2 separate regions of the Mus musculus genome follow, and region 2 is linked to region 1. A link is a contact called in public promoter capture Hi-C data. All regions are on one chromosome and are shown on one strand. The core of a region is the stretch at or near the end of the contact, and the rest is flanking DNA. Distances in the headings are between cores, read along the strand shown. Region 1 holds the start of Msx2 (msh homeobox 2). Region 2 overlaps Gm34439 (a long non-coding RNA gene).

The links. Promoter capture Hi-C pulls out the DNA fragments that hold promoters and counts their contacts.
Region 2: a promoter capture Hi-C map of cranial neural crest shows a contact between it and region 1. The contact joins the enhancer-like site here to the promoter of Msx2 in region 1. A contact is called at or near these places in 9 of 39 promoter capture datasets (the 3T3-L1 cell line, cranial neural crest, embryonic stem cells and 5 more), 2 of 15 datasets of contacts at CTCF or cohesin (embryonic stem cells and stem cell-derived epiblast-like cells), 31 of 484 Hi-C or Micro-C datasets (B cells, the C2C12 cell line, adipose-derived mesenchymal stem cells and 17 more), 16 of 115 datasets of contacts at active chromatin or transcription factors (craniofacial prominence, embryonic basal ganglia, embryonic forebrain and 7 more) and 2 of 9 other capture datasets (embryonic tail and embryonic trunk).

Annotation. Positions count from the first base shown.
Region 1 is chr13:53,470,854-53,474,073 of GRCm38.p6, reverse strand. It overlaps Msx2 (msh homeobox 2), which reads left to right and starts at 1,294. Exons shown (of 2, transcript NM_013601.2): 1 at 1,294-1,742. The coding sequence starts at 1,364. It overlaps Gm33763 (a long non-coding RNA gene), which reads right to left. Exons shown (of 4, transcript XR_873406.2): 2 at 1-99.
Region 2 is chr13:53,762,266-53,765,351 of GRCm38.p6, reverse strand. All of the region lies in intron 3 of Gm34439 (a long non-coding RNA gene), which reads left to right. Among named protein-coding and RNA genes, the nearest start is that of Gm34439, 24 kb to the left of the region's middle. Within about 2 kb of position 1,576, at least 3 of the 459 cell types and tissues checked have an H3K27ac peak or open chromatin away from gene starts, as enhancers often do.

The sequences.
Region 1 (3,220 bases), core at 45-2,544:
CTGGCTTGCGGGCAAGGGAGGTGCAGAATTATTTCAGGCCTCTGTCTCAAAACTCTCTTCTTCCATGCATTGATACAGTTGGTCACTGATGCTTTGGGGCTGCAGTTAGATAGAGAGTGTGCTTTAGGGTGGGATCCTGATAGGTATGCTGCTTAAAATTTCAAAGTCAGGTGAGATGAGCTTTCCCCAAAGATATTCAGGCTTTGGGTTTGCAAAGTCGAACCCTGTTATTTGCAGAGAGAATAAAGACACTAAATGTCACAAATACCCTTCTCCCCTGCCCATCACCTCCCAAGGCAGATGCTATCCTGACACCTGAACTCCAATGACAAACACAAACTCAAAAAAAAAAAAAAAAAAAAAAAACCTCATGAGCACACTTTTGCACGGGCCTAGAGAGGAGACTCAAGGGGTGAGAAAATATCCCCATTGACAGTTTCTAAAACTTGTCCTGTTTGGACAGAGTATGAAATGGAGATCATTTGTGTAAATTAGCTGCCAGGAACCAATGGGCGCTGGGTCTGCTGGTGCACACCTACACTCTCAACACCAGGGACGAAGCCAGTGGGGTAGCAAGTTCAGGACCATCTTGGGTAAGATAGGGAGCGACTTCTAAGCTAGCCAGAGCTGGAGAGCAAGAGTCTGTTTTAAAGGAAAAAAAAAGGGAGAAAGGGTAGAGATTAGTTGAATATCCCTTGACCACCTCTCAGCCTTTCTCATCTTTGTCCCTTTTCTTAAGGAATGAGTTACAGCTAATGTCTTGGAACACTCTCCAAAGATAAGACAACTAAGGACCATGCCTAAACTATTTCTATTAGTAAAGATGCTGCTATTGTTTTCCATTATAGTTACAAAGATACACTAGTTTGAGCTCATAGTGGGAGCTTTATAAATGTTCCATGCCCTCCGCAGATTTCCAACATTCTCAGGCGGGAGCGTGTGGGATCGGCACCAGAAACACTTTAAAGAGGGGTTAAAAGACAAGAAATGAGACTCGGCAAGCTTCCTCTTTAAACAATCGGCTTTAATTACGCCTTAGACTTTTCAGTTTGGGCGATTATAACCCTTGAGGGATCGCCTAATAACAACTCTGCTGACTGCTCCTGTAATTAACTCCTAATTTATTTCAAACGGGGCGGGGGAAGGGCCCCAAGCCTCTCCAGGGAGAGCCAATCGGTGGCGAGCGTCCGTGGCGTCAGGAGCAGGGCCGTCGCCAGTTGGTTGAGCCGAGTCTCCCACTTCCCCTCGGAGGACAGGCTGGGCTCCCAGCGCGCCCCTGCCGGCTCCCCCCCCAAAAGTTGGAGTCTTCGCTTGAGAGTTGCCAGCGGAGTCGCGCGCCGACAGCTACGCGGCGCAGAAAGTCATGGCTTCTCCGACTAAAGGCGGTGACTTGTTTTCGTCGGATGAGGAGGGCCCCGCGGTACTGGCCGGCCCGGGTCCCGGGCCTGGAGGAGCCGAGGGCAGCGCAGAGGAACGCAGGGTCAAGGTCTCCAGCCTGCCCTTCAGCGTGGAGGCGCTCATGTCCGACAAGAAGCCGCCCAAGGAATCGCCCGCGGTGCCACCCGACTGCGCCTCGGCTGGCGCTGTCCTGCGGCCGCTGCTGCTGCCGGGACACGGCGTCCGGGACGCTCACAGTCCCGGGCCTCTCGTCAAGCCCTTCGAGACCGCCTCGGTCAAGTCGGAAAATTCCGAAGACGGAGCACCGTGGATACAGGAGCCCGGCAGATACTCCCCGCCGCCCAGTGAGTGCGCGTCTGGGACGGGATCCGGGCTGGACCAGCGCGAGGGGTCCCAGAGGGGCTGGGGAACGGGTGTTAACAGGATGATGCTCTTGACCCCCCTGGTACCCCAGTTCAGCGGGCGGTCCGCATCCCAGAATCCCTAGCTTCGAGGAATCTGCAGTACCTGAGCGCTGGCTGGCATTTGAAAACCAAACCAAGTTGTTGATTTCTGCAGTCCTTAGCCCCCTGCTCCGAAAACTTCATATTTGTGTACCTGCCCGGGAAATAGGGGAGAGTCGCTGTTTTGTTTTGTTGAGTCAGGGTCTCCTGTGGCCCGTGCTGGTATGCAGCTCAGGATGGTCTTGAACTCGTCATCTTACTCCACCACCTAAGTACTAGAATAACTGGTGTGCACCACCACACCGGGCTGGGATCCACTTTAAATGAGTATTGAAATGTGGTTTTGCTGGCCTTCAAAATATACAGGCAGCCCCATGAAGTTCACCCCACTATAAAGACTAGACAACTGGAAGTTAACCAGACATGGAGCAGACATACTTGGTAGTCTTCGAACTCCAGTGTCCATCCTATGAAGGGAAGGTGGCAGGCAGAGACTGATTCGGAAAGGAAGCTTCTTGTATTCTAGTCCGTTGTTGGTTAGGTTCTGCGTGTTGCAGGGAGCTAGTTTGGGCCAGACCCTCGTGGGCTCTCCTGGGTTCACAGTAATAATTAACAGCATTCCTTCAGAACTTGAGAATGTACAGTGAGGTGGCCACAAGTTCGCCAGATTTGGCTGCTTGCTAGAACCTCAAAGTACAGGCAGAGGCATGCCACCTGTGGCTACCCCTTCAGACTTGGTGGCTAGTGCTTAGAGGATTGCTCTTGCTTGGTCCAGGTTACCATTCATACTTGCAATGGGCATGGGGGTCTGGTGTCCATGCTCTCTGCCCCCTCTTTTGAGGGTGATGGCCATATTGCTATTTTCACTGCACCCCACTTCCTCCAGGGAGGCTGTGCCGACTTCCTTTCCAGACTTAGCATCCCTTTGGGGTCCATTCCTGAAACTTTGTTTTTAGTTTTATCTCTTGGCCTTTGAGGTTTATCTCTTCTGTTGCCTTTTTTCCTGCCCCCCCCCCCATCAAACTTTGGGAAAGTTGAGAAAGAGGGAGAGGGATTGTGGAGGGACTTTCCCAGCTCAGCTGGGGGAGAACTTGTCTTCCTTTCTACCTTTCAGCCCGGCCCTCTGGACTAGAGATGCAAAGTATTTTGTGAACAAAACAAGACCATATACCCAGGCGTCAGTGGCTGTCCCCTCTGGCTGTCTCTCTCCACCCTGCTGGAAATTCTGAAAGGCTGAAAGGGTGCAGAGATTAAGGACTTAAAGAATTTAAACTCCAGTTTGCACAGTGCTTTTCAATACATTATCTTATCTGATCTCCTTTGTGCGGCAGCCGAGAGCCTCTTGTTAACAGAAGAGGCCGTTTCACAGCAGAGTTCAG
Region 2 (3,086 bases), core at 327-2,826, 290 kb before region 1:
AGGAAACTGTGTTTTGTGCACAATGTTATTGAAAGTATCTGTCTATCCATGTGTGTGAAGTGTCCAAAATATCAGTAAATCCTTTTGTGTGTAGGCTTGGACCCCATCCCTAAGATATCTTATTATCTATGCCTTTCCAAAATAAAATTTCAAAACGGAGATACGGAATACCTCCTGTCCGCGATGGAGGATGCTTACTTACCCGTGTCCTATGTTGATTTTGTTTAGCCTGCTCCCGGCTCCCTTGAAGCTGCCTATCTTGATGCTACCAGTAGAGGGCACCAACGTCTGCAAAGCAGCCTCTTTCTAAGCCTATCTTTGGCCTTGCTGCAGTCACAGGGATACAAGTGGGATCAGATTTCTCTACCGGGCCTGGCTGCACACCTCTGGGCCCTGGGTCATAACTGAACTTATCATGTCGCTTTGAAAGTACAGTCTGGTTTGATGAGCATGGACCTAACTCGTGGTCATTGCTTGATAACCCATAGGTAACCGTGGACGCTGCTAAGAAGGGGCTGTTCATTCCACTCCAGGCAATGCTAGACCTATAGGAGCACCTCTCTGACCATCAGTTCCCTCATCTGCAAAAGGGACAGTGCTCATCTGAGCCCTGAAGAGCCCCCCGTGTAAGCAAATATGCTTGCTGCATCCAGGGGATGCTGAGTGTAAATAAGTTAGAACCTCCTTATAGAGAATTCTCCAATGGACAGAATCTGCCAGGGTGACTATGGGGCTTCTAATGCCACCTAGTGACAGCCCTGTGGTGACAGTAATAATTGATTACATTTTCCATAGTTTCCAAAGCTGTCATAGTCATTGTTGTTCAATTCTGACAAGAGCCCTGTGTAATTAGATGCATTTTTACAGTGCTTGCTCATTAAAAGTGCCCAGTTAGGGTTCAAGGATTGTTCCTCAAAAGAAGAAATGTGGAGTTTCAGCTGCCATTCAGAGGTCACCGGTGCTGGCCCGTTCCCTGGGAGCTGAGGGTAGGAGAGCCGGCTCTGCATGCTGGGAGCCGAGCGAGCATCGTGGCTGTTCACAGACTTCTCCCATGTAGCTCTGGAACTGTCTCAGGAAGGTGGGCCAGCCCCAGCTTCTCTTACAGAGATGAGGCAACTCAGGTCAGGGAGAGTCATGCAAGCTAAAGAGGCCAGGGTTGCAGAACAGGATGCTAACGGAGGAGACAGAAGCTAGCACTAGGAAGCAAGAGAAAGCATCAAACTTCCAAGAAGCTGGGACCCCATCAGGCCCCTTGCGTGACCATATAAGCTTAGCCTCTCTGTTTAAACAACAGCAAGAAATACTTTCCCTGCCCATGTTATAGGCTTATTGTTTTTTGAGAAAGTAATAAGAAAATCCCTAATCCTGGTTGTGATGCATGTCTGAGCTGGGCTCTCTCAGGAAGCCAGACAAACTTGAGCCAGTTCCAGACAGGCAAGAACAGGCCATCTAGAACTCTATTTGGAGGCAGTTTGGGGTCCGTCGGTTTTTACTAAAAGAGAAGGGGAAAGTGCTTCTGCTGACAAGGTTGGGAGTGTGGGGACAGGTCCCACTGGGTCTGTCCTTAGGGCTCAATACGAGAGTCTTGCTAGAACCTTCTGGAACAGCGGAGCTGGCGGGGCTAAAGGTGGAGAACTGGTTTGATGGGTGTGCCCCGAAGCCACTCAGTGCCCAGAGATTGAGTCTCTGTGGAAGTAAGACACAAAATGACTTAGTGGTGGTTTGTCTGGAGTAAAACAATAGGGGATTTCTGTGATGGCTTGTGGAAGGCCCCTCCAAGGTACTAGAGATGCACCAGACACTACAAGAAGCAGGGCCAGGGTACCCAGGCCCCAAGGTGGACACACAGCAGCTGTGGTCATGGTTACCAGTGCAGAGATGCTATGGTATTCTGGCCTGAGAGGACTTGGATGTGAACTTGAAAGGGTTATAGCCGTGGGCTCCTGCCCTAGTCTGTGTTGAGCCACCAACAGAATGCCACCAACTTGGTATTCTATAATGTAAACAAATTGATTGCTTCATGATTCCAGAGACAGAGAAAGACAGGTTTAGAGGGCCTCTCTTCCTGTGCAGTCCCCTAGAAGGGGAAACAGAATGAAAGTTAGACACAGAAGGACCGATCCTCATACAAAGAACCAGCGCCCCTGGTGCCTAGTCTGTTCTCAAGGTGGCTTTAATCTGAGCAGAGAGGCTGAGCTCACAACCTGATGGCTTCTTAAAGGCCATATTTATTTATGTATTTTTTGTGTGAGCGTTTACTTGCATGTATGTGTGTATACCACATGTATGCCTGGTGCCCACAGAGGTCAGAAGAGGGCATTAGATCCCCTGGAACTGGAGTCACAGATGGTTGTGAGCCACCATGCGGGTGCTGGGAACTAAACCAGGATCCTTGGCAAAAGCAACAAGCGAGTGGAGCCGTACATGTCTCCAGCCCTGAAGCCCCATTTCTTGACACTGTTAGGAGGCAATTACACTTCAGTTTGAGTCTCTTAAATGATCATTGTTTTTAGTGAGTGAGACTAGAGAGAAAGGACGAGAACAATGCCTGTGTCGCTAACTTCACCATCAGAAAAAGGGCAGAGTCAAGGTAAGGTAGGTACCTGGGTGGGAGTTATACCCCAGGGCCAAAGTGTGCACATGTGCGTGCGCGTGCACACACATACACACACACACACACACACACACACACACACACACACACACACCACACCACACACCACACATCACACACCACACACACAGGCAAGGACAAGTGTGGGCATCTCAAGAGTTGCAACTATGTGAGTGGTCACGTGATGCCCCACCATAACACAGCCCTGAGGATACCTGGGCCTCCACTCACTGTGGAAGCTTGTCCCACCCCACCCCCTGTCCCTCTTGCCTGTCTAGGAGCCGAGGCAGTGGCTGGTATAGTTACCATTTCCAGGAGTCAGTTCAGAAGTGAGCAGTCGCTTTCTGGCTGAGTCTGTGTTCCGTGTTCTTGGGGAGCTGGCTCCATACCTGCCGTTTAGAACCTACAAAATGTTAGAAGTGGAGCCATGCATGTGGATCTGAAGCTTGGCTCCACCTTATGTACAAGAGAA